Regions from separate parts of the Muntiacus reevesi genome. Here region 1 is linked to region 2. Evidence: chromatin contacts called from public Hi-C data. All regions are on one chromosome and are shown on one strand. Each heading gives the region's core, a stretch centred on a gene start, on an enhancer-like site or on the middle of the called end of the contact. The rest is flanking DNA. Distances are from core to core; before and after follow the strand shown. Region 1 holds the start of RNASEH2B (ribonuclease H2 subunit B). Region 2 holds the start of TRIM13 (tripartite motif containing 13).

The links. A called contact is a pair of places that touch in the nucleus more often than the background predicts.
Region 1: a Hi-C map of muscle shows a contact between it and region 2, with 4 times the contacts expected there. The contact joins the promoter of RNASEH2B here to the promoter of TRIM13 in region 2. A contact is called at or near these places in 2 of 3 Hi-C or Micro-C datasets (blood and muscle).

Annotation. Positions count from the first base shown.
Region 1 is chr11:18,952,476-18,956,724 of mMunRee1.1, forward strand. RNASEH2B (ribonuclease H2 subunit B) reads left to right here and starts at 1,289. Exons shown (of 11, transcript XM_065902156.1): 1 at 1,289-1,614. The coding sequence starts at 1,551.
Region 2 is chr11:18,092,823-18,096,973 of mMunRee1.1, forward strand. TRIM13 (tripartite motif containing 13) reads left to right here and starts at 2,619. Exons shown (of 3, transcript XR_010658527.1): 1 at 2,619-2,755; 2 at 3,301-3,414. It overlaps LOC136144367 (collagen alpha-2(I) chain-like), which reads right to left. Exons shown (of 8, transcript XM_065902189.1): 8 at 2,512-3,010. The coding sequence ends at 2,512.

The sequences.
Region 1 (4,249 bases), core at 39-2,538, 860 kb after region 2:
TAGTCCATATATAGTATACATTATAGCATTGTTTAGAATAACAGTTTGAAATAACCTAAATATTGCAGGTTAACGAATGGGTGAGTAACCATGGTACATTAGCAGTGTGAAATAGCCTGTCTCCAATGACGGTTCTGGATGCCATGGGAAAAGTGTTTATGGCAATGTTAAGGGAGAAGAGCAGACAAAATAGTCTTTGCACTGTGAAAACAACCACGTAAAAACACATATTCAAACAGTCAGTGGCTGGAAGGGATCAGAGAAAGATGAAAATAGCTCTAGAGCAATACCCACCCCTCTGCTGCCTGCCCCAGAGCTGGCCTCTGGGTGCCCCTCCTCTACCAGAAAGGCTTCCTCTCTGCCAGGTGTGTCCTGCAGTCACCTTCAGTTGCATTTGTCTGCCCTGGTGGGAAATAGGATTGAAACAGAGAATCTTTTCGGAAGGCGAGATGATCTAGTGCTGCAGCATTTAACTATCTTCAAGATTAAACAAGAAACGTTAAGTGCCTTAAGAGTTATGCATATTACTCTTTCATTTGTGCAAAATAAGAGTAAGACACAGGAACTTGTTTGTGAATGGGAAAATTCTGGAAGAACAGATACGAGACGGTTAACAGGGGAGGGGGATTAGGGATCTAGGGTAGCAGGGTGTCAAACTTAAAAGTATGAGGCACACACTTGGTACCTTTTCTAAAACCGTGTACGATTAAAATTTTGAGAAGTTTAAATACGTAAATATCATGACTCTGACTTTGTAAACATCGCTTTTTAAAAGTCTTGACTTTTAACTCGTTACAGATCAACGTCTTCCAAAACAACCAATGTACACTTGGGGCCTCAAACTGTGCCCCTCTTTGGAGTAATGAGGACTAAACCCAACTTGAGGTCTGCTTTGCATGCATTCTGTCATGAATCACTGAGCACACCAGATTCTGGCATTAATTCCAACGCAGAATGCAAGCGCTATCCAGAAACGTTGACGAGGAACAGCAGCGTGAGGATTCGGGTGTGACGGTTCTTGTCCTCAGGATGGATTTGCGCCAGGCTCTGCGTCCTGCCAGGTGTGCGCGCGTTCGCCAGCCTTCTGGGGCGGCGAGCGTCAAGCCTCCGGGCCCCCCACGGCCCAGGGACCCGGCCTCGCCGCGATCTCCCCGGCGCCGCGCCCCCGCCGCGCGCGCGGAAGGCCGCAGGGAACGCGGACCCGGAGCCCCGGGGCCCAGGCGACCCCGCCCCCGGGCCGCGTCACGGGGCGCCGCGGGTGAGCAGCTCCCATTGGCCGAGCCGCGGAGGGGGTAGAGGCCGCGACCCTTCCCCGCCGGCGGGCGACGAGCCAGGGGGCCGGCAGCCTGGGCCCGGCGCTCAATTTAAACTCTGAAATCCGGGCCGCTGGCGGACTCCGGAAACGAAACGACGCTCGCCCGGCCGGCCGCGCGCCCCGGGCCCCGCCGCATTCCCGGAATCGACGCCTTTCCCGCCATTTGCCACCCGCCTCTCGCCGAGCCCGCGCTCCGAGGGCTGAGGCCCGCGGCTGCCGGGAGCGGACGAGCGGCATGGCGCGCGGCGCGGACGGCGGGGACGGCGCTCGCGTCTGGCAGCACGTGTTCCTGCTCCCAGGTAACCACGCCGGCCCCGGGGCGGCGGCGCGCGCGCGCGGCCCGACCTCCTGCCCTGGGCGGCCCGGCCCGAGAGCGCGCTGGGCGGGTTCTCGGTGACGGGGCGCGCCCCCTCTGGCCCGCGGTCCCCCGCGCGCGCACCCTGACTGTTCCGAGTCAGCGCCGAGCCTAGGGGCCGCCGACCCCAGCCCTGCGCGCCCCGCGGCCGCGCGTGGGGGACCCGTGTGTGACCCGGAACACGTGGCTCCTCATCTTGGTCACAGTGCCCTCCGTTGCGCTTTTTGTTTTTTTTAAACCTGAGCCGGAAGCGCAGAAGCACACCGAGTGGATTTTCCCGGTTCGGGTTCTTTGTGGATCGGGTGGCCTGGAGGGGGCGGCGTGGTTTCAGGACCTGGGGGCCAGCGGCGAGGCCTGGGGGTGTCTGCTCTTGGGGTGTAATTTGGTATCTTCTAGTTGGCAGTTGGCTTAGCGTCTGAGCCCTACTGGATCGAAACCTAGAATCCGATAGGTCCGCATTGACCTGAAGGCTGTGCTTCCTTAACACTTTCCCTGCGCTGGCACAGGCCTTGATTTGTGAGGCTGCATGGTGGCGGGGGTTAGGACAAGGGTGATTCGGAGAGATTCAGGCAGGTAGCTAAGGGCTGGAGCCAGCCTTGTCAGCTTCCCCAGGATGGTGACCACATCCAGGCCTGCAGGGGCTAGGGATAATGGACATCAGTTGCCACCTATGATGTCATGAAGGGGCAGAATAAATGGAGTTTGGGACCAGGGAGTGCAAGCTAGAAAGTTTTGGCCTTTTAATAGAAGGATACATTGAATTGGTGGCATAATTGAATATAGGAAAACCTATTGTTCTCTGTATCTACTTTTGAGATGTAGCTCAGCAAATGCAGTATTTTTGCAGTAAATGATACTCTGATGTCAGATGTAGTTGCCCAGTAATTTAGATTTTTATGTGTGCTTAGTTACTCAGCGGTGTCTGACTCTCTGATCCCTTGGACTATAGCCTGCTAGGCTCCTCTGTCCATGGGGTTTTTCAGGCAAGAATACTAGAGTGGTAGTCATTTCCTTCTCCAGGGGATCTTCCTGACCCAGGGATGAAACCTAACTCTCTTATCTCTCCTACATTGGAGGCTGATTCTTTACCCTCTGAGCCATCAGGGAAGATTTTTATGATGGATATTGAAAATTATTACAGGATAATCTGTCAAGGATATTTTGTATGTGTTTAACTTTTCTTCTCTTTGTAAAGAATTATAATATACATATTGTTGTCCCTTTATAAAGAAATATAAATATTGTTGTTATTTAATCACTTAGTCATGGCCGGTCCGACTCTTTGTGACCCCATGAACTGTAGCCAGGCTCCTCTGTCCATGGGATTTCCCAGGCGAGAACACTGGAGTGGTTTGCCATTTCTTCCTCCAGGGGATCTTCCGGATCCAGACCCAGATCATACCTGCCTCTCCTGCACTGGCAGGCAGATTCTTTACTGCTGAGCCACCTGGGAAGCCCATATACGTGTAGTAAAGTGTAGAAGTTTTAAGTGTGCAAGTCAGTGAACTTTTCATATGTATACACCCCTGTCACCAGTCCACACGTCAAGACCTTGAACTTATCCTGTGAGCTCCTCTTGCCTGTTCTAGATGGCCTCAGTAACCTCTCTGCTGAACTCTGTCACCAGATATTTGTTCTGCCTGTTTGGTCAAACATGTGATTCTTTATCCCTTGCATCTTTCACTCAGCATTATATCTGGGAGGCTCATCTGTAGTCTGTAACTGTGTTCAGCTTTGTTGGTTCATTTGTATGCATGTTGGTTCATGTATGTATGCTGTGTCTATTTATTGTATGCATAGTCATATTATTTTTTTCCACTACTGAGGATGGATATTTGGATTATTTTTTCCTGGTTGTAACTATTACGAGTTACACTTCTAAAAACACTTTTATGAGGCTTTAAGTAGCTGGACGTGGTCATTTCTCTGTGGTGCCAACCCAGGAGTGGAATTGCTGGCCCTGGATATTGTGTGTTTAGCTTTGGTAGATACTACTCAACAGTTTTCCAAAGTGGTTGTACCGATTTATTCCCCCAGCTGTGTGAGCGTTCCCGTTGCTCCACATCTTCACTGGAGATGTTTGTAGTTTGTGTAAGGCAAATTAATGAAGGGCTACCCGATACATGCTTTACAGTAGAAAATTTCTCTTCTCACTGTTACTATGTTATCTCAATGAGATTTTAATGGTGGGAACTCTAATCATTAAGAGTGCATAAAAATAATTCAGATACACATAATGGCTGAGAATAATTTGAGTTTCTTGTTCTATTTAATCAGTATTGAAATTTTCATTCTTAAAGTATGTTTGTATCCTCATAGTATTAAACACAAAATCTTTAAGGTAATTAAATATTGATTGCATCCCTGAAATTTGTAGGTTCAATATGTCTTCATTTGGACCACAAGAAGAATTTCAGTCCAGTTTTTGTTCAAAGCTGGGATGTACTGTGACCTTCGAACTCATTGGAGGAGACTAAGCCAGCTGTTAAGAAACTGTTGAACAGTGTGGTCAGGCAGGCTGGCTCTGTAACACTTGGAACTTGAGCTTCTAGTGCCTGTAATTCTTCTAACGGCCTTTA
Region 2 (4,151 bases), core at 1,369-3,868:
TGAAGGACAGTCAATAGAAGGAAATTCCAGGGTGACAAACATTTTGACAATCCCTTAGTGCTATCTCCAATGAGATCTAGTTACATTGTGCTCTTCCAGGAAGGACGGAGCTTTGAATGTAGGTTTTAATCCAACAGTAATTCTCTTTTTCTAGTAGTACTATATGTGGTGATTCCCTGATTGTCTATTTACAAAATTAGGGCCATGGGAAGGAAAATAGGTTATTCTTCCTTCCCTATTTTTCTACACTTGAGAGTTTATTACACAACATTTTCATAGTAGTTAATTTTTAAAACTAGGCATTTCTATGCGGATTTAACCAATGTGTTCATTTAGTTGACCAGAAGTTTATTTATTAATATCTACCACCAACCAGAGGGATTACCTCACAGCTCAGTTGGTAAAGAATCTGCCTGTAATGCAGGAAACCCAGGTTCAATTCCTGGGTGGGAAGATCCCCTAGAGAAGGAAATGGCAATCCACTCCAATATCCTTGCCTGGAGAATCCCAAGGACAGAGGAGCTTGGCGGGCTACAGCCCATGGGGTCGCAAGAATCCGAGATTACTTAGCGACTAAATCACCACCATCACCACCACCAATCAGATACACATAAGTATCACATAATTACATAAGGCTAATTTCTGATTTATGAATTGATAACCTTTCACTCCTGTATCATTTTAATATTAGGGTAATTCAAAATGTTTATACAAACAGGTGTTTTTTAAATAACACTTATTTAGTAGGAGACTGGGATGCAGTTTTCATACTGACAGTTACCTTGCTATAGAAAGACTGTGTACCTGGAATCTGACTTCAGAGTCTGTTCTGCCTGTTTTTTGTCTTGGAAATATCACTTCATCCGTTTCCTCATCTATAGGTTGCAGATCACAATAGCCATTCCAGTGTTCTTATGCAGACAAAATGCCATAAATATAGGGACTATTTTGAGAAATGGAGTATTTCCTGCCATATCAATAAACAAGGATGTCACAGTCATCAGTGATTCCAGCCATTCAGGGCAACCAGGAAGGAAAATAATACCTGCTGCAGGGCAGCCATTAGGCTGCAGCTGTTCCCTATGGTGAGCACTGAGAAAAAAACAGGATATGGCCCCAGATAGCTGAGACGCATATGAAAAGAATGATTTCAGTGAGCCCAGACGCTTGCATCTTCTGGTACATAGAAAACACTACATTCCTTGAGGTATATCTGGTTTTCTTTAATTCACAAAAATTCTTTTGATGTTCAGACTACCTGCCCTTTGTTGCACGCTTCTATATAACTTGACCTCCCTACCCATCCCCACCCCCAGCAGCTCTCTCAGGGTCACTTGAGATGCTGTCTCCCAGGCTTGAAGTCCTAAAAATTCCCACTGAATAAATCATATTTCTCAACTTTCAGATTGTGACTATATTTGACGGCAACATATTCTTCAAAGGCAAAATTGGGTTTAACAGAGATACACACAAAACTGGGTTTTATGGGACCCAAGCACGGTCAGGAACTGGATATCTTAGAAGGGAGTGGGAAGGAGCTTTTTACAGCGATTGTGCTAAGCATTATTAGTGACTGGACCCAAGTACCAATCCTTTTCCCCAGGAATTCTACTTCCAAAGCACAGACTTCCTCAAATGGGGGTGAACTCAACCCCAGGGCATATTCTGTGATTTTTGTCCTTGGTTCACATCCCTCAAGGCTGCAAGTTTGGGAGAAACCATTCTTTCACCTTTGTAATCTTGTAATTGCTCGTTTGTAAGTGCTTAACGCCTTTGCTATTAGAGAAGGTCCCTATATAGGGGGCTGGACGTCAGAATACTGAGTCAGGCTAGCGGCTAATTGTATTTAAGTTCTTTCTCTCCAAAGGAAAGGGCAGTGGTGTTTTTCCTAAAAAGAAACCTTGAATTGGGTCCCTCGTGTTCAACCTAAAGCCTGCAAAGAAATAGATGGTGAGGGCGGGGGCGGCAATAGTTAACTATTTTGACTGTGCTCTGGCTGGAGCCCTTGGCTACAGCCCTGGCGTTGGTCCCTGCGCCAAGTGCCCATCCCACGCACCCCGGGTTGTGGGGTGCAGGCGGACAGCCGTCTCCGTCTCCCCCAAGCCGCTGAGGCCGAGCTGCTGGTCGTGAGAGATGCAGATGAAGCGGTGTGAAGGGTTGGGCTTTTTTTTTTGTTCCTAAAAATGCAACGAACAAAAAAAAAAGTACAACAATCCAAACCCAACCATCTCGTTGTGCGCCGGCTTCCTTCCCAGGCGGCTCCACCGGGGACCACGCCGCCTCCCGTCGCCCGCGCTCTGCCCGGGCCCAGCCCGCGGACCCGCGCGATCCGCGTCCCCGGCCCGGCGCCCCGGGCACGGAGCCCCGCGGGCGCGCGCAGCCCTCACGAAGCGAGCGGAGCGCGCTGCCGGGAGCCCGCGCCGCCGGGAGCCCGCCCCTCGGCCCCGCGCGCCGCGCGCGGTGGCGGTTGCAGGCGGCGGTTGGAGATACCGGAAGGACTCCCGCCTCCCCTCACCCGCGGCCTCCCTCCCCCGGGGAAAGGCGAGCCCCGGGAGGCGGAACAAAGGCGCGGCTCGGCCGGGAAGGCGGGCCGAGGTGCCGGGGGAAGGAGGGCGTCGGGGCGGGGCCCGTCGGCGCCGCGAGTCCATTTTGCAGCCGTTCCCGCCTCGTAAACGCGCGGTACCCACGGCCGGAGGACTGGCCGCTGCGCGGCTCCCGGCGACTCCCCGCCACCGGCCCCGGAGGTCCGAGATAAGTACGCGCCGGCCGGCTTCTCCTGGGGAAGCGGGGTGGGGACTTGCCCTGGCTGGGCGGGCACCTGCGTGCGTGGGGGCTGGCGGAGAGCTCGGTCTGGCTCGGGTCCCCGCGGAGAGCAGCCGGGCCCGGGAAGCGGAGGTGGGGGGAACGGCGTGCGGGTGGGCGGCCGGGGGCCGGGCCAGCGCGGCAGGGCTCCAGGAAATCTGCTCCGCTACCCTGCTCTCCTGGCTTCATCGCCGCTCCTCGGGATCGCCTACAAAAGAAGAGGCGACCGTGAACCAGAGTCTGAGCGCGCGACCACCACCCTCTGGTACTGAACGTGGGGAGGTGCCTGGTGCCGGGGGAGGGCCCCCTCGCCGTGAAGCTCCTTAGCACAAAAGATCGCCAGGCTCTCCCAGGCTCCCGGCTTTTTCACCAGGTCCTTGCCGGCTGGCCTTCTTTGGGGGCGGGGGGAGATGATTGAAAAAAACGTTGAGGGTCAAGACTAAGGATCCTGTGCAGATAAATGTATAACACTCTTCTTTCTTTGTTCTTTATTTGCAGTAACCTCGTTTTGATTACCAGTCACGACCTGAAGAAAAAAGAAACCAAAACCTGATTGCTTTGCCTTGGGAAACAGTAACCCCGACCAGTACTCCTGGCTTGTAAGTGACAGAGGTAAACTACAATACTTTTCCCTACATTAAGCAAAAAAGCACCCAATTTCTTCAGGCCCAGAACCTTTCAAAATTGAACTCTGTCGAGTGTGTGTTCCCATCCTCATAAATGGTCTTTGTTCTTTTCATATTTTGTCAAAACCCAGAAAAATAGATTCAGTACTTAGACATTCTTTATATAACAGTTATTTGAAACATAATCCAAAGATTTGTATTGCAAAGGAAAAGAGGCTACAACAACTTTTGCTTTTAAATAGGGTTTGTCTTTTTTTTTTTTTTCAATTTCCTGTGTCACTGCTGCTTGGGTTTGTACAATAGGGCTTGAGTTTTCTGACCCTAGAGATCTGTATATAATAGGTATAATAGGTATTTTAAAAGCAGAATTTCTTTTATATAGCCAGTGCCTCTGGTAGAACTTGATGGAGTTGTTGATTAACTGCTTATACGTCTGTCTTGCACAGTAAGAAGATATATTTCTTCATACTCTCCTGTCTTTCCCTAAAAATACTGTTGTCTTTTTTTTTTTTTGCACCAGCTGACATACTAGGCCTCTCTGGCAAGTCTTTCTGTAACACCAGGTTATTTTTATTCTCTGCATGTATTGGTTACCTGGCCCTACTTCTGCCACAGCTGTTCAGCTATGCCCATCTCCACCAACCGTGCTTTGCACCTGCTATGCTATGTAACACTTACTTTGCCCTCCCTTGAAATGATAGTTCAACAGAGTCCAACTGTCTT